2 separate regions of the Rattus norvegicus genome follow, and region 1 is linked to region 2. A link is a contact called in public Hi-C data. All regions are on one chromosome and are shown on one strand. Each heading gives the region's core, a stretch centred on a gene start, on an enhancer-like site or on the middle of the called end of the contact. The rest is flanking DNA. Distances are from core to core; before and after follow the strand shown. Region 1 holds the start of Bcdin3d (BCDIN3 domain containing RNA methyltransferase). Region 2 overlaps Prpf40b (pre-mRNA processing factor 40 homolog B).

Region 1 (4,809 bases), core at 2,272-4,771, 160 kb before region 2:
ATGAGACTCGGTAGTTCCTTTTTCTGTTTGTGACAGGGTCTTGCTTTCTGGCCCAGGCTGGCCTCATACTCACAGCAACCACCCTGCCTCAGCGCTCTCTGCATGCTGGGATTTACGCAGCACCTCCCCTGGCTGAGAATTCTGTTATTATTTATTTTGAGACAGGATCTCATTATGTAGCCCTGGCTGGACTGGAACTCAGTTTGTAGACCAGCCTGGCACCAAACTCATAGATATCCTCCTGCCTCTGACTCCCTACCACTGGGATTAAAAGGTGTGCACCAGCACACCAGGCTGAGAATTCCATTTTTAACTTTTTAAAAATTGCTTTTTAAAAAGTGTTTGTGTGCATGTGTGTATGTGTGTGTGTGTGAATGTGCCACAGCCTGTGTGTGAATGTGTGTGTGTGTGCGCGTGTGTGTGTGTATGTGTGTGTGCATGTGTGTGTGTGCGTGTGTGTGTGTGTGTGTGTGTGTGTGTGTGGGAATGTGCCACAGCCTGTGTGTGACAGTCAGAGGACAACTTGTGCAGTTAGTTCTTTCTTCCTACACCCTGCTGGTCCTGGGGATCCAACTGAGTTCATTGGCTGGAGGCAAGCGTCTCAGTACCTGCTGAACCCTCTCGCTGGCCCCATTTTGAAGGTTTTGAGCAACTTCCACACTGTTTCTCTTTATGGGGGCACTGCCTCACACTCCCACCAATAGTGTGAGAGGTGAGGTGCTTCTTCATTTAAACGGCACTCAGTGTGGATCCTGGGAAGGGCAAAAGCAGGGCTCTAGCAGTGCTCCGAAACTCACTGGGTTTTGTACCATTTCAGAAACCGTTGCCGTTGTTTACGGCAGCTTATACCCCTCAGTCACCTTTCTCCCAGTATTGTACGACGCAGCAAGGGCCATGGGCGTTTCTGGCTTCCAGCAAAGGTAAGGGAATTGGGAATATACTCCAGGAAGGGCTGTCAATGCTGCGTCTGTCTAGTCACCGGCACAGGGCACTCAGTGCACATGTGTAGAAACACTTTCCTGTGTGCTCTACCCACCCACCCTATGAATCACCTGGGGTTGTGGCCTGCATGTACACATCTAGGTCAGGTTAGGGTTTTAAACGTGTCCAACAACACCTTGGACTGGAAGTCTGTGGGAGTGGAGAAGAGTCAAGGTTTTAGCACACACAGAGCCAGACTCTGGTCTGAAGAAAAGTTTCCCAGTCATCAGCCACGCAAAGTTATGAGCAAAGAGTTCCCTTGCATACTGACAGCAAGGAAGCAAGTTTATCCTATTGACAATACAGCACATATAATTGTAACAACTGTGTGAGCTATTACACACACACACACACACACACACACACACACACACACACACACACGCTGAACACCCAAGGCCTTATGACAGATGAGCTAGGCATCATCAGTTTTAAGATAAGGTCTGGTGCTGGGCAGTGGTGGTGCAGACCTTTAATCCTGGAACTGGGGAGACAAACGCAGGTGGATCTCTGATTTCAAGGCCAGCCTGGTCTATAGAGTGAGTTCCAGGACAGCCAAGGCTACACAGAGAACCTCGGTCTCGGGGGGGAGAGAGAGAGAGAGAAGAAGAGGAGGGAGGGGGAGAGGGGAGACACACACAGACATGCACGTGCACACAGGCACACGCATGCACACGCACATGGAGATAGAATAGCATTCAGCAAAAACTGGAGTTAAGTAATATCCTAATACAAACATTGCTAATTAAGCCTCCTATTATGGGAATCTTTTATGATGGTTCTGATAAATGCTAATGTTTAAACTGTGCGATTATTATAAGTAAATTTTCTCTTCTATTGTTTGATGTTTATAACTTGGTGGTTCAGGTTTTTCCCCCCTCACAGAGGACACCCCTCTACCATTAGTTCGGACCCCAGACCCAGAGAAGCGTCTGATAAGATGCCATAAAATCCAGTCAAGCAGAGTTCAGAACGAACTCCCAGGAGCTGCTGCAACTGCCTGAAACCGGTTCTTCACAGAACTGGAGCAGAAACCTGGGCTTCTTTGAAAACCTGGAGCAGAAACCTGGGCTTCTTTGAGATAGTTTGAATAGGAATGGCCCCCATAAGCTCATATATTTGAATGATTAGTCACCAGGGAGTGGCGTTCTTTGAAAAGATTGGAAGGATTAGGGGGTGTGGCCTTGTTGGAGGAAGTGTGCCCTGGAGGTGGGCTTTGAGGTTCCAAAAGCCCAGGCACAGGCCAGAGTCTCTCTTTTGCCTATGGGTCAGGATCTGGCTCTCAGCTACTGCCTCCCACCATAATGATGATGGACTAAACCTCTGAAACTGTAGCAAGCCTCCAATTAATCTTTTTTAAATAAGAGTTGCCATGGTTACCTGTTTCTTCACAGCAATAGAACAGGGACTAAGGCAGCCTGACTCCTCAGTCTCCCTCCTCACCAGCTTCCCCCACCCTAGACCACACTTAGAAAGTTTTTTTTTATTTTCTTTTTTTCGGAGCTGGGGACTGAACCCAGGGCCTTGCCCTTGCTAGGCAAGCGCTCTACCACTGAGCTAAATCCCCAATCCCTTTAGAACGTTTTTTAAGTGTTACCATTTCCTAGCCTGTGTACACATGTGTGGAGACCAGAGTCAGATGGCAGGGGTCTTCTTGGATCATTTTCCACCTTATCTTTTGAGACAGAATCTAATGAGCCTCGAGATCACCAACACAGCGAGGCTGGCTAGCCAGCAAACTCCAGAGAAGCTCTAGCTTCTGTTTCCACAGCTCTGGGATTACAAGCATACACCATTACACCCGCTTTTTATGTGGGTGTTTGGGATCCGAACTCAGGTCCACATGCTTACCCGGCAAGCATTTCCTGACTGAACCGTTTTTGCAGCCCTTGGCCCACTTTTGATCTAAGTTTATCTCAACACATCTCTTTCAATTTAACTCCTTTCTCCCTTCCATTTTATTTCTTCCCAAACAGATACGGCTTAGTCACGTATTTGCATCTTGTATAGCTTTCATTCAACAAGTGTTTACTGAACAGTGCACCAGGATTTTTGATAAATTCAGGAGATTCACAGCTGAAAAGTATCAATGTTGCAAGTCCATCCTCTGGAGTGAAGTCTATAGTTATGTCTGTCTCCCCTGGGGCACCTCAGGTGATCCACCTTTTACTAAACCAGACTCAAACTCCTGTGTCACGGTATACATTATCATTGTGTGGCCTGTCACAGGCCACATGCACTCCCAAGACAAGGAATTTTTCTCCTTTTCAGCTCGCTTTGTGCATCTGAAAAGAAAGGAACTTGGACCGACTTCATTTCCAAGACTCCCACAAACACCTTGCTTTGGTCAGTGGCCCAAGGTTCAACCTCAGCTTGGGCAAGCCCCTTAAGAGGGGAAGATCACAGCCTCCAATAGGATACCAAAAGCCCAAACTGGGCACGGGAGTCTTCTCATCTGCCTAGTCTCAACGTGTTTCCGATCTCTATCCTAGGCGCACGCGCGCTGGCGCAGCGCTCCCCCTCTCCCGCCGCAGGCTCCAGACTTCCGGTTCCGCTCCGACCCGGGGACCGAGGGTGATGGCGGCAACCCAGGAATTGTCCAAAGGGGGCGTTGAAGAGGCTGTGGAGGAAGACGACCCGGCAGCTTTGAAGCCTGGGGCCGCGCCGTTCGGAAATTTCCCTCATTATTCCCGCTTCCACCCTCCCGAGCAAAGGCTCCGCCTTCTGCCCCCGGAGCTTCTTCGACAGCTCTTCCCTCCCGAGGGTCCCGAGAGGAGGCCGATCCTAGGGCTCGACGTGGGGTGTAACTCCGGGGTGAGTGACGCGGGAGGGATCGGAGTCGGTGCTGGCCTGGGCGTGGCTTCAAAATTCGCCCAGTGTGGGCTTTTATTTTTATTTATTTATTTATTTATTTATTTATTTATTTATTTATTTTGGTTCTTTTTTTCGGAGCTGGGGACCGAACCCAGGGCCTTGCACTTCCTAGGCAAGCGCTCTACCACTGAGCTAAATCCCCAACCCCAGTGTGGGCTTTTAAAGTATAGCGTTGACAGACACGTTCAGGTCCCAGCCCTCCCCTCTGGAGTCCCACCCCCGAGTGAGGAATTTTGAGTAATCCACGATTCATTCCAAAAATTCCCGCCAGACCGCTGGGGAGGAGGACTGTCTGATCAGAACTTCCTCCTCTTCTGCTTTGCTGGTCTTCTTGGTTGAGGAACGGAGACCCCCATCTGGGAATCCTGGTTCCCAAAAATAAGAACCAGGGTGACAGAATCACGTCTGAAACTTAAGATATACAGTGCAGGGCAGACCTGGAGCCAGGGCCGTATTTACTTAAACTTGTGCTAACAGAGAAGTACAACGGTGAACAGTAGAGAGGATCAAGAAAGAAAATAGATCATTCTGCCAGGGGAGGGAAGCCTTAACCACCCTTCCCGCCGCAAAGTGTTTTCAGACATATAACGATTAAAGTCAAACCACAGCAAAAATAAGGAAATGCCAATCTCACCTATTTGTAGCTAGTTAGTGAATGTGTCCCGGAAGCAGGTAGGTTTACCCCATGATTGCAAACAGTTAGGACCCTCCACCATTGGTTCCATGTTCCCATCACCACGGAGTCCGGGGATGGAGAGAACTTGACAAATGTCGGCCTTTCGCCCACGTGTAACTCAGAAGACTTGTGGCACCCCCACAAGTCTGAGACTAGCCTAGGCTACTGAGACCCTGTTTCCAAAAACTACGGGGGAAAAAGAGACGTTAGTGGGTGGTGAAGACCGGGTGGTACTCAGCTGAGGAGAGCTTTTGGCTATAGACGGAAATAAACTGCTG
Region 2 (4,762 bases), core at 1,075-3,574:
GGCAGGACAAAGAATTGAGGATGGAGGAAGCCAGAAAGGACATGGAAAACCAAGACACATGCGTGCACTCTGGCTGGCTGTCTCTCCCTCCTTCCCTCCCACTTTCCCTCCCTCTCCCTCCCTCCCCCCTCCCTCGGAGTGGCTGACAGTGAGAGTCCAGAGGGAGGGCGGACACAGGGTTACTCTCAACAGGGTCATCTTCAGCCTACATCTTGGGACAGGAACCAGTTGCTTGTTGGGTTAGTGATGACTTCCTTCCCCTTCTAATATCTGGCCTTAGACTCCATCCCAGCGGAACAAATGGCAGCAGCAGGAGCTGATTGCAGAGCTGAGGCGGCGCCAAGCTAAGGAACACCGGCCTGTTTACGAGGGGAAGGATGGTGCCATTGAGGACATCATTACAGGTGGGACATTTGTCCATTGGGCCTAATTCCTAGGGCCTGACCTAACCCCCTTTTGGCCATTCTTCCTAGTCTATTTCCCCACAAAACCTGATCAATGTCTCTCCTGGGCCATAGTGTTGAAGAGTGTCCCTTTCACGGCCCGTACTGCCAAGCGGGGCTCACGCTTCTTCTGTGATGCAGCTCACCATGATGAGTCAAACTGTTAGCCCTCACAGGGCCCTGACAGGTACTGGGCACTACAGCTGCCCTCTCATGCCTTGGAATCACTGGTAGCGTCTCCCAGTGATGGAGACACACTTTGCATGCTGCATGATCTGAGAAACACAGCGTATCCCTGCATGTGTCCCCCCCCACTAATTTGTCCTAGCTACTAAGATCCAAGGGCTAAGGTGTCTCTGGGCCAGGGTTGGGAGCTATGCCAGAGCAGGCAAGACCTAATGATTTGTATTACTGAGGCTCCATTCACAGACCCAAGATATCTTGGGTCCTGGGCTCCCTTAGGGCCCTCCTAAGAGCTCTGGCAGTAGCTCCTATTCAAGGATAGATGTCCTTTGACCTCTGCTACTTGACATCTAGTTGACTTACAGTCTTTTCCTGGGTGGTCTTTAGTTTCCTATGCTATCCTCTGAAAAGAGCTCCAGCAGTTTTTCTAGCTGGTCCTTAAGCCTCCCTCCAAGATCCTCCCTTACCTTCTTCATGGATGACTACTTCCTCAGGTGCTGTCCTGCTCAGTCTCCCTGCCTGTTCACTGTTCATGCGCTTGTTTTCCCCACAGGCTTCAACCATCATCAACCCATGGTCACTCACAGCCAAGCCAGGAGTGAGTGCTGTACCACCCAGTGGCCCTCCTCGGGCTCCAGGTCCCCATTGAGATCCTCTTGGAGGCAGGAGTACTATAATTCTCAGAGTCCTGCAGACGTGGACAGTGAACCCAAAGCCCAGGGCCCGGCAGAAGGCTATGTTGTCCCAGCTGCAGCTGCTCCAGCTCTAAGGCTGACTCGTCCCTGTGCCACTGTGGGCACTAGGTCTGTAGGGGCCTAGCATTCTCCTAGTGCCCCACCCGCAAAGTGCACTTTGCCCCCAGTCTTCAACTTCAGTTCCTGAAGGGGTCAGTTCAGGGCTGGGAAAAACCACTTCCAACTTCAGCTCATTGAGGGTACACAGTCTCTCCCCTAGAGTCTCATGGGATAAGAGGAGGAGGATGTACATCCCATGAGAAATACTGATCGCCCCGCCCCCAGCACACACACACAGCACTAGTCTAGAGAGTGTTCAGATTGATGGACCCTTGGACTCTGCCAATATTGTACTGCAGGAGCTTCTTGCTCCACTTCCTTAAAACCAAAGTGTTGTGGGAGAAGATTTGAGGCTTTCAAAAGTGGAAAGGGAAGGGCTAACGTTTAACATGGAGAGTGGGTGGCAGTGGGACCAGCTGACCCCTGGTGGCCACCCTCTGGATGGGCACTTCCTGCTCCAAACAATGACAGGAAGGGCCTGGACCCCACCCTGCCCACTGTCTTCCCACTGACTGAAGAGCAGAAGCACTGTCTGTACCAGCTCCAAGATTGCTAGAGGAAGGATGTGCCAGCAGGCTCACCTTCCTCAGCCTGTGGATTCTGGCCCAGGAACGGGCAACAGAGGAGCCTCACAGACTGACTGCTCAATTCCCTGCTGGGCTTCCTGACCCTGGAAGGGAATGCAGGGCACTTTGTCTTGTACATGTACCATTTCCTTCCTTGTACATAAACCCCAGACCTCTCAACAAAGTCGTGTGCACCACGCTGTCTTCTCTGCATCAGGTAGGGTGGCCACGAGGATGAGTGTGGGTAGGAAGTGTTTTCCTCCATTTCAGGAGTGATGAGTCTAGGTGTCAGAGGGGCCTAGCTGTGTGGGCTTTAACAACACAGGGAGAAAGCTGTCAGAACAGTGGTGCCCTCTGCTGGTCCCCAGTGGATAGCACAGGAAGTGGACAAAGTCGTAGATCATGTTATAAATATTATTTAAAAAACAAAACAGAACACATACATCGGGTCCCAAGGGAGAGGAAGCAGTGGTAGAGCCCCAGGACCAGGTCAGGCAAGAGCAGGCACTGATGCTAGAGGGTGAGGACCCTGCCCTCGGCCACCCAGGCTGTGTCCAACCAGCCTGTCTCTTTCCTGGGAGACCCCTTCTCACACTATCTACTGGCATCACCCACCCCATGTGGTATAGACTGCCCGTCTCTGGTCTGGGGCTGAGGGCAAGGACTGCACTAGTTGTCTGAGAACTAGGGGACCCTTGAACACCAAGAGCAACCTCGAGAGGCGCTCACGGCAGTGCGTTGGGGTGGGCTACTGTAGGGAAAGTGGACACAGACCAGACAGACGAAGGAGTCTGAGGCAGATGCTGAGGCCACCCTGAAGCCATTGCCTCACGAAGTCCCAAGGCAGAGTAGCTCGTGGGGTCATTGGTGGTCGTCCAGCTGTTGTAGGAGTGTCCGCCTTCGCCTCTCCAGCTCCCCCTCACTCAGCTCGCTTTCCGATGTGTCCCAGCCTGTCTGTTGAGCAAAGGTGTGACTTACCTGAGCCCCTTGGACAGTGTGTCACAGGCTGGGGCGAAAGCCAGGTCCTCCCATTCACCTTCTCCTTCTTGATTCCGAAGCCTGGGGAACGGTTAGGGAGCTCTGCCTGCCGGGGTTCCCTGTCCTGTTCCTGTTCTCTGTCTTCACTCTCCTTACCGGCTTTGTCTTCGGGGTCCGTCTCACTGTCCGGACTGGTCTGTAAGAGTTCAGAGCCCATCTCAGCAGTTGAGCGGCACAGCTGGGAGGCAGGTGAAATGACTGCAGGGCCTCGAGACGACTCCTCCACTCACCGACTTGTGTCTTCTTTTCTTAGTTTTCTTTTTTGGTTTCTTGGTTTTCCGAAGACCATGATCTACAGGTTTACAAAAAACAAAAAACAAACCTCCATGCTGAGCCCCGCTGGGAGGAAAAGAAGGCTCACCCTCTGCCTGTACATTCTTTGTAGATGTGGTCTGAGGAAGGCCGAGTCTGGCTTTCCTTCCTTCACCTAGATCCTTGCCTGGGCAGGGACAGGAAGTCTTGCTACACAGCGAGACCCTCCCAATCCCGGACAAGCCTCAGGGGTCTCTACTCCAGCTCCCAGGCTCCTAGAAACTGCTTACCTGACCCAAGAAGAAGGTGGGAAGATGGGGAGCCTGGTCCTCCAAGGGCAGCACCCCCACTTTCAACTGAATCAAGTGAGGAGGAAGGCTCAGAGCCAGATTCTGAAGGGTTCCGCCGCCTCCGCTTGGGGGGCCGGAGGGATGGTGGGGGCAGCTCCTCTTCATCTGACTCAGAGCCCTGGGCAGATGAGTAGATACCGGTCAGCCCAGAGGTTCTGTCTTCCAGAAGCCCTCATCTGGGAACTGGGGACAGGGAGTCCAGAGCCAAGGAGGTAATGTATAGGGAAAGATGTGTTTAATTTGTATGAAACAGTCCCGCCTCACCCATGTCCCTCTACCTGCCGACTCACTGAGGGGGTGTGCGAACGCTTGCGATGGTGTTTCCTGCCCTTTCTGCCATGCTTTCGGCCTTTGGTGTGGAGGTGCTGGCATTCAGTCTGCTAGAGGCAGAGGGAGAGGTAAAAGAACCTTGCTTTCTGTCTATTCTAGGGCACCCTCAGCCCTCCCCTTCCTTGGCTGGGCAGGTAAAAGGGCCTTCATGGTGACAAGCTACTGAAGGTCTCATGCAGGCCTAGGAGTTCCAAGGTACATAGATGAGGGTGGCCAAGTATCTTACCTCCAGCACCTGCAGGAACTCTCGAAAGAGCCGGATCCGCTCCGACTCCAGGGTGATCTGCTCAAAGGCTGAGTCGCACACAAAGCGCTCACGGACCTTGAACGGGGAGAGCACTGCTGATCAGACCAGGGCCTGCCTGGACCAGCTTGGACACCGCCACGAGAACTGGGCAGGGCTGGGGCAGAGGAAGGAAGGGAACTGGAGCTGGCCCAGGGCTTGTGCTGTGACTGGGGTGGGCCCTCAGTGGTGGAGAAGCTTCGCTGCCCTCAGGCCTGAGGGTGATTGGGGCCAGGCTGTGCTTCTGACCTCTTCCCAGGCAGTGCCCAGCTCCAGAGCAGGCACGGCCTGCCTCAGCATGCTTCGAAAGGCAGCTTCTCTGCGCCGCATCCTTCGGGCCTCCTCCTTTTCCCGTTCCCTCTCCCGTGCCTCTGCTTTTTCCAGCAGCTGAAGGCAAAAAGAAACAGAGCAGGGTCAGGAGTACCTCAAGAGAGGCAGGAAGGCAGGTCTAAATCCCAAGATAACCAGCAGGGCAGTTAGGAACAAGACACTGAGGTAAGAGAGAGGCCCACCCAGCCCTGCC

What was found. Hi-C and Micro-C count contacts between places; a contact is called where the count stands out from the background.
Region 1: a Hi-C map of Schwann cells shows a contact between it and region 2, with 6 times the contacts expected there. The contact joins the promoter of Bcdin3d here to the enhancer-like site in region 2. A contact is called at or near these places in 7 of 12 Hi-C or Micro-C datasets (the A7r5 cell line, Schwann cells, frontal cortex and 4 more).

The regions. Positions count from the first base shown.
Region 1 is chr7:132,487,710-132,492,518 of GRCr8, reverse strand. It overlaps Bcdin3d (BCDIN3 domain containing RNA methyltransferase), which reads left to right and starts at 3,521. Exons shown (of 2, transcript NM_001108751.1): 1 at 3,521-3,795. The coding sequence starts at 3,559.
Region 2 is chr7:132,330,538-132,335,299 of GRCr8, reverse strand. It overlaps Prpf40b (pre-mRNA processing factor 40 homolog B), which reads right to left. Exons shown (of 25, transcript NM_001134583.1): 19 at 4,489-4,626; 20 at 4,183-4,278; 21 at 3,917-4,003; 22 at 3,567-3,744; 23 at 3,255-3,316; 24 at 3,023-3,160; 25 at 2,388-2,940. The coding sequence ends at 2,848. Fmnl3 (formin-like 3) reads left to right here. Exons shown (of 26, transcript NM_001399766.1): 25 at 281-404; 26 at 1,180-2,170. The coding sequence ends at 1,445. Among named protein-coding and RNA genes, the nearest start is that of Prpf40b, 14 kb to the right of the region's middle. Within about 2 kb of position 2,324, at least 30 of the 93 cell types and tissues checked have an H3K27ac peak or open chromatin away from gene starts, as enhancers often do. A contact at or near this core is called in Schwann cells, where this site is marked.